Linked DNA regions of Bombyx mori: region 1 is linked to region 2. The links are chromatin contacts, called in public Hi-C maps. All regions are on one chromosome and are shown on one strand. The core of a region is the stretch at or near the end of the contact, and the rest is flanking DNA. Distances in the headings are between cores, read along the strand shown.

Evidence for each region. Hi-C and Micro-C count contacts between places; a contact is called where the count stands out from the background.
Region 1: a contact with region 2 is called in a Hi-C map of posterior silk gland, with 2.0 times the contacts expected there. The contact joins the promoter of LOC101742130 here to the promoter of LOC101741034 in region 2. A contact is called at or near these places in 2 of 7 Hi-C or Micro-C datasets (posterior silk gland and whole pupa).

The regions. Positions count from the first base shown.
Region 1 is chr26:4,370,661-4,374,763 of ASM3026992v2, forward strand. LOC101742130 (VIP36-like protein) reads left to right here and starts at 1,865. Exons shown (of 6, transcript XM_004933008.5): 1 at 1,865-2,194; 2 at 2,285-2,400; 3 at 3,526-3,723. The coding sequence starts at 1,894.
Region 2 is chr26:3,986,333-3,990,461 of ASM3026992v2, forward strand. LOC101741034 (zinc finger protein 391) reads right to left here and starts at 1,594. Exons shown (of 12, transcript XM_012696199.4): 1 at 1,399-1,594; 2 at 1,111-1,276; 3 at 711-905. The coding sequence starts at 1,518.

The sequences.
Region 1 (4,103 bases), core at 615-3,114, 380 kb after region 2:
CTTGTATCTGATGAGATATATCTAAGACATAGTCATTTTCATCATTTAAATTTTTAGTGTTTAAACTTAAATGTAGGCATTTCTTTATGATTAAATCAAAGTTATAATAGTAAATTTTTTTAATTATCTACTATGACAATTGACTTATTTCTTTTATTTGTGGAACTAATAAGCCAAATATATGTTCATTGTAGTACGCTGTTGATAAGTGTACAAAATGATTAACTTACTTTGTGAGTAATTTGTACAGTACCTATTCAAAGAGATAATAATTAACAGTTGGTTCATGGAAATTTTGGAACATTTGGATATTATCTGCGTACGGTCTGCATTTTCATCATTACAATTTCCGTTGTAATTGTTGCCAGCGTTGAATTTAAAAAGTGGATGTTTTTTGAGAAATAATTCCATTAGTAGTAATCACACAGTTATCACAAAATATTACAGATGATAATAGTAGTATTGTGATGTTCTAGGCATTTGTCATTTAGGCACGTTTAGCCATATTTTCACCAGTGTGTCAATAATTTCTTGTTAAAAGTTTGCAAAATGATTATGAAAATTAAAATGGGCCGGATAGAAATTAAATTGATTTCTCTAAAACTATTATTATTACAGAATGAAATTAAATGGAATGCAGTGATACCTTATTATATGAAATATACCAATATAGCATTCACATGAGAGGAATTTACTAAATTTCAATGAAAGGTTCTTAGAAGCATCCCAGAAACCGCTTGCGGCCAATTTTTTCATTTCCCACACTTTACGTACTCATTTTAACGGATACTAAGCGATTAATCACCCCCAACCTGCCGAAAAAGTCAATCTACCGATTATATAAAGATATAACATGGTGAGCGTTGAAACAGATTCAAAACTTTTACAATTCTTCTTGATAATTAAAATGCATTGCTTTTTAACTTAATTAAGCTTGATTTAATTTTTTTTTGGTATTTTGTGAGATTGACTTTGTTCTAAATCTAATATTGGAACAATTTTTAGAAATGATAAATAAAATCTAAGTAAACGGAATAAAACCAAAAGTATGAATTAAGGATTGGCGTTTCTAGGATTCACTGCATATGTATTATTTATTAGTAGAATACATACGCTTCATTTAATCATACTTTATTTGCTATTATTTTTGTGTAGATCAACCACATTCGAGATTGTATTGACGTTTGATGACTGACTAGAAAATATCGATGGGGTTAATTTACCATCTGTGATATAATATAAAATACCTTTATCTTCCTTGCAAATTAATATAAAACTTAGCTCTCCAAACCAGACAAACGGCCTTTTTACGAACATATTCATTTTTAATTTGTAAAAACTAATCTCGATCGACAGCAAATAATGTTAGATCATAAACAGATATAATAATATGATCAATCCACTTCCAATTTCGTTTTGCAGTTGGAACAGCGCCCATTTAACGGTAAATGTAGGCAAACGTTGCAACTCCATACAAATTTGAGTTAACTATTACGCTATCGAGAACGTTAAAAAAAATGTGTGCGTGTACTAGTGTACACACGTAAGAAGTGAAACTTGTTTATGGCCTTATTTTTCGAAAAATGATCTACATGCAACTTTCTAGAAATTGGTTAAATAAAGTTAAATTAGATAAAGTTTAAACAAAAGGATTTTATTATCATAGACATGAATACAAAAAAGTTAAATTAGATAAAGTTTAAACAAAAGGATTTTATTATCATAGACATGAATACAAAACAGATGGCGCGTAACGGAAAAATGTGACGCGTAACCGAAAAATGTGACGGTAAATTTTTTTCCAACGCCGATAAGGAAGTTTCACTTCAAAAACTCGCACTAAGCACACTGAACGCGTTACTCATGAGTGTGATGTCTCATTGGCAACACTAGATGTACTACTCTCTAGTCTCTACTACTCTCCAACACAAAATTAAACATTATGTGTATTATCTATGCTCTCCAACGATTTGTCCACTGAAGTATTGTCCGATTTGGCGTGTGCAGTGTATCATTAACATTTGTCATCATTCTTCGTTGTCTAAGATGAAGTTGGACTTTTCAACAATGATTCATCAGAGAATAAGCTGGGTGCAAATCCTTTGCGCTACGTTATTTCTCAACCCAATATTTGCAGAATGGAATACAAGGGACTACATAAGAAGAGAGCATTCACTGACAAAACCCTATCAAGGTGAGTGACCTCGGTTGCCGACATCAACCTCACTTTGATCTTGAAAAGCGAGTCAATATAATATAATAATACTCAATTATTTCGTTTCAGGTAGTGGAATGTCCTTGCCATATTGGGATTTTTTAGGTAGTACAATTGTAACCTCGAATTATGTGCGTCTAACACCCGATTTGCAATCAAAAGCTGGTGCTCTATGGAATACTGTTGTAAGTTCTACCTACATTGTTACCTAGGCACTACAAACACACAATGAGCGATAAGCCTGTAATAAAAACATGAGATATACCAACACAAACTAATTAATTAACAATAATGACACTAATTTAATTACCGCTTCTAAATTAAGTAATTTTTCTTCACTGGTGAAATTTTAGAACGTTAATAAATTATCAAAAGTTTCAGTGAATTTTTCAAAGATTATTACGCATATTTCTTAAATGATTTGCCATAAAAAACAATTTTATATTCTTTGAAGAAAACAGTAGCTCTTTTCGGTAACGTAAATAACACAGCAAAATAAAGTTGAACACAGCGGTACAATGTTGCCAGTCATGTCTATTAATTATTATAAATCTTAATCATAAAATGGAACAAAGAGATCTATAATTAATACAGAACTAGGAGCGAGTAGTATTCAGAATAAAACAAACAATGAGTCAATGTTGAAATGAATATGAAAATGCTAAACAGTAAAAATATTTGTAGTTAATATGCGTGCATTTATTATATACTTCTAAAAAAATATCATTTTAATTAATCAGCTTTCTTACCCATAATTCTAAGGCATACCTTGTTTTATTATTTAATGAACTGAATTGCAAGCTTAATTACAAATATTGAGTAATTGTTAGTACAGTGATTTGTGTATATTATTAAGCACTCACACCAGGCAGGTCTCTTTTTTTATGAAAATGATAATAAGTACCCGCACTAGTACTCTACACCTTAAGAATATTTTGGCTACAATTTCCAGAATAATTTAAACAATGTGGCATTTTACATATCACTAGCTGGCCCAGCAAATGTTGTTTTGCTATATAAATTATTTCTAAAAAAGATAAATAACCTAGACACTGACTGCAGCATCATGTGCCGGGCTGATTTGTAAATCTAAACCATTCTTGGATCCACCTTAAGGTACACAGAAAATTTCATTAAAATCAGTCCAGCTGCTTAGGAGTTTATTGACAAGCACACGCACAGAAATATATATACATATATATACTAAGATAAAGAACATAACCCAATGTTATAATGTAACCTATAATTATTGGTTCAGAATAATTTTGAAACAAAACTTTTGCTTAAATCACTTTTTATTGTTTTCGCAGCCCTGTAACACTAGAAATTGGGAACTGCAGGTGCAATTCAAAGTGCATGGTCGAGGAAAAGAGCTATTTGGTGATGGATTTGCAATATGGTATGTCAAAGAGAGAATGGAAAGTGGCCCTGTATTTGGCAGTAAGGACTACTTCAATGGCTTAGCAATCATACTCGACACATACAGCAACCACAATGGTGCTCATAATGTGAGTAATGCAATGAAATATGGTATTTGCAAAAGTACTATATATAAGTAATAGTGTTACAAAATAATATATTTTATCAATTGCTACCTTCATGCATCAATACAGTCAATTCAAAACTATAGGCTGCGTATTGGCTCTGCCCTGGCACTGCTGATGTCCATGAGCGACAATAACCAACATCAGGTGGGCTAAATGATCTTCAGGCTACAAGGGCAATAAAAAGAAACAGTCAAGTCAAACAATTTTAAAGTTTAAATGGGTGTATGATCTCACAACCCACCTGGTGTTAATCAGTTACAGGAGCCTACAGATATTTGATGCTACCACCCACCTTGAAACACAAAGTCTAAGTTTCAATTGTATACTTTAAACTTGAATAC
Region 2 (4,129 bases), core at 344-2,843:
AACTTGCTCGTATAAAGAGTATTTATATTTTTTTGTTCTTATATTAACTACTAAGCCATAAGTAACTAAGCCATAAGTATACACCCTAACCCCATGGTCATCAAACTGCAGCCAGTGGACGATATTTTGCGGCCCGCGGCAGAGCAAACAATTTTAGTAGAAATAAAAAATACTGATAATATAATACATTTACCATCTTTTTCATTACAGATATGTTTTCACACTAATTAATAAGCTATTCATGTTGCATAAATATGGTGCTATGGAGCACAATAAGGATTCAATGAATAATTGAACATTGCAATGCAGCACTGATTAAATTGAGAGTTTTCAGTACATGTACATATTTTGACTAGTTCGTATTATTGTAATTAAAATTGTACTTTATACATAAAAAAAAATTAGTTCTTAATTTTAGCCTCAGCACTTAAGGCACATTATTAAAAATATATTCAGCACTCAAGTGGTTAATTTAGTGATGGAAATATTTTTATTTAGGTTTATTAACTTCAGTTCATTTACAAAGTTGTGTATTGTTTACAGTAGGCAGCGGCTTGGCTCTGCCCCTGGCATTGCTGAAGTCCATGGGCGACGGTAACCACTCACCATCAGGTGGGCCGTATGCCCGTCTGCCTACAAAGGCAATAAAAAAAAAAAAACATATTTTTATCTAAATATTCCTTACTTGTGTCTAAATTACATTTACTTACCAATTTGTCCTTGTTCATTAGGATATTTCCTTGGTCGCCCTCTCTTTCTTGGACCCAAGGCTTTGGTCACAACTGAACTACTGGGAGTCTTCACTAGTGTCCGAGTCCACTGGCCATCACTGTCCTGTTCTATCGGTAGTTCATATTGATACAGGATACCATTCTCTTGTTTTGTGCTTAGATCATCTAACTCATCTGTAACATAATAATATTGCACTTTAAGCTGAAGTTTAAGTATCGGCCTAAGAGGTGACAGCGTGGCAAGAATTGCATGTTTTTGTTAAACCTTTATAGAGATGGGTTGCTTTGTTCATTAAATAAGGTTGATAGGCTTAACTTACCTACATGCTGTCTTAAAAATGGCATCATCAAATTTTATTTAGGATCGCAATTATCTTACCTTTCATGTTCTCTTCTGCAGAATCTACAGACTTTTTGTACTCCTCTACGCACTCTTGAAGCATTTGGTTCGATGTAAGACATTGTTGCTTGAATTCATATGCATTTATTAACTTGTCCACACAATTTAAGCATATTAACGTAGGTAATAGATCGTCTTCGTTAATCTAGAATGTTTGTTACAAACGTCGAGATTTTCAAAACAAATACAATTAAGTAAAGTAGCAACATTTTTAATACAAAATACAGTGTGGCCATTAGCAGTAATAATCTTTCATGACTTACAAACCTCTATGCTGCAGCAAAATTTGTATTTTTCACTGAACTGTTGGTCGTTTTCATCTAAATCAAATAGAGAAACGGCTTCTCCACTTTCTAGACATACACGACACGTTGATTGCCAATCCATTTTTATTTAATGAAGCTTACAAAATATGTAACGAAAACTTCAATACTCTAATAAAATAATACTGTTTTTTATTTTTTTTATAGAATTTGATGACCTGGTAACTAAGACCTTTAGGTGAAGTCTTATTTTGTAATGTGAAATGAAATGAAGACGATTAATTTGAGACATTAATCATCTGAGATGAAATGAGATAAGATGTTAAGGGTTGAAATATAATCTCAGTAAAATGGTGGTTATTTACTGAGACTTTTTCAGCGGGATTTTTTGAGGATTCCGAGAAGCTACGTATAGCTGCTTTGTTTCATTTTCCCACATTTTATTTAGTACTTTTAATCTAGTACCACTTTTCTAGTAATACTTTTAATCTAGTAAGACCATATCCATTTGCTACAAAGTTGTAAGAAAAACGTCATTTGGACATTCTCGAGCGTGGCCCAATTTTTATTTTTTATTTTGGAGGAAATAATTCAAGGATAACGAAAAATATATAATCTGACGATTTCCAAAGCCGAAATAAGAAAAATTCGTCGATAAAGTTGAATGTGTGCAGCTGCGTCATGACGCAGGAGAGGGGAATTTAGACATGTCTATTATATATAGCCCTCTCCGCATTTTTTAGACCATGTTTTTTTAAATTATTTTCTTGCAAATATAAGGATTTTACTTAAAAACATAAACTTCTTTATTTGCATGCTAGTGCCTGAGCTTTTCCATTTAACAAAGCGATATGAATGTTATATAATATGAATCCGGGACCTTTTGGCGGGAACGCGAGGAGTGAAGTTGTGTGAATTGTTTTATTTTGTCTATTTAGTGTTTCTTCAGTTTTAAATGTGTAATAACGGTGGTTTATTAACTGTTTAATACCTATTAAGTGCACAAGTGTGGAAAAATGAAACAAAGAGGCTGGACGTAATTTCTGGGGATCCTCCAAAAATTCCACTGAAAAAATCTCAGTAAATTAACATCATTTTACTGAGATTATATTTCATCCCATATCATCTCAACTCATTTCATTTATTTCATCCCAGTTGGTTAATATCCCAAATTAATCAACTTCATTTCATTTCATAATATCATATTTCATAAAATATATATATAAAAGATTAGACGGTATGGTATGATACCTTTGCCTTTCCATTTGAAAAAAATAAAACTACTACTGTTATACTGGTCACTCACATTCGCACGAATACGCAAACCCACAACTGTAGGACGACATTTGCAAATGATTATGCAAGTTTTCGCTGCATTCGTGGTTTTCCAAGCTGTGTCGGTTTTTTAATGGACATCAAAGCGCGAGAACCGCGATCCTTCGCGTAGTCTCCCACACACTCGTGTGACCAGTTGTGCCCACGATTGCGAAGGTAACGGACGTTTCGCCATTTTCATAGTTCGTGACATCTACTGTATAGCGTACTTTCATCATGGATTGGAACAAACCAAGGTGATGGAGTTCATTGAACTCCTGCAAAATGAATCGCCCATATGGAACCCTCAAAAGAAATCCCATAAAAACAGAATGGCCGTTAATGACGCCTGGGAAAGAGTTAAAAACTCTTTTTCTCTTCAATGTTCTATTGACGAATTAAAAAACAAATGAAATTCGTGAGACATTCGTAAACAAGTGTAAGAGGAAGCGCAAATGGGTTCGCAAATTGAATACCGAACTCATTTGCACAGCCGTAGCCGCTAAGTTTGCGAATGAATGTCTGTTCCTTTCCTTGTACATTGTACGAATGTTCGCGCGCATGTGAGTGGCCGGCATTATACGAATCCCTGTAAATAATCGTCAGCTAGGATATAACGTAGTGATTACTTGCTCAGTGGCTATGATATAAAGATGAGCCTTAGATAGATACCTATATCTTAATCTGACGCGCTTGAGTATTTCAAAATAGCGATAAAAATTTTTCATATTATAATGGCCGCGAGTTTGCGTCACATCGAAATCGTCAGATTATTATTTAATCACTTAAGACCCCCTAAGAAAATCTGACGCACTTGATAATTATTATTTTTCATTTTCACCCCTAACCTACGACCACACCCATCATGCAAACGATCAGATTAACATACATACACTATTAAAAATACGTAGGACATTCATGCTATCAATATTTGACGCGCTTGAGTATGTCCTTGCAACAGTTTTTTTTACAAATTTAAAAATCTATTGCCGCTTCCTCCACCGATGAAAAGGTACATATACATTATATTATTATGACATTTTTTTCTTATTATCATCTAAGCTTTGCAACTACTAAAAAAGGAAACTATGGTTTGAACCCGTAAAATACAGTCCGCGCGCGAGCTCCGAGGATTCGGAGGCTGAGGAAGCGGGCGGGCGTGCACCGCGCCCGACCGTCGCTTCATACCCTGCACTCTTCCAGTACTAGTGTCGACCTTAACGTGAGAGTACGCTTACCGACTCGCCGTTTTTAATTTTGCGATAGCAATGTTAATTACGTGTGATTTGTAATATAAATAGCCTTACACTTATAGGTCTTTTTGTTTGCACAAATAGCTATTTAATTTGATAAAAAGGAATGGCGAGCACTAGCATAATAAACATATCTTAGCATTAGAGAACTGGCAAAAGGATGGCTTA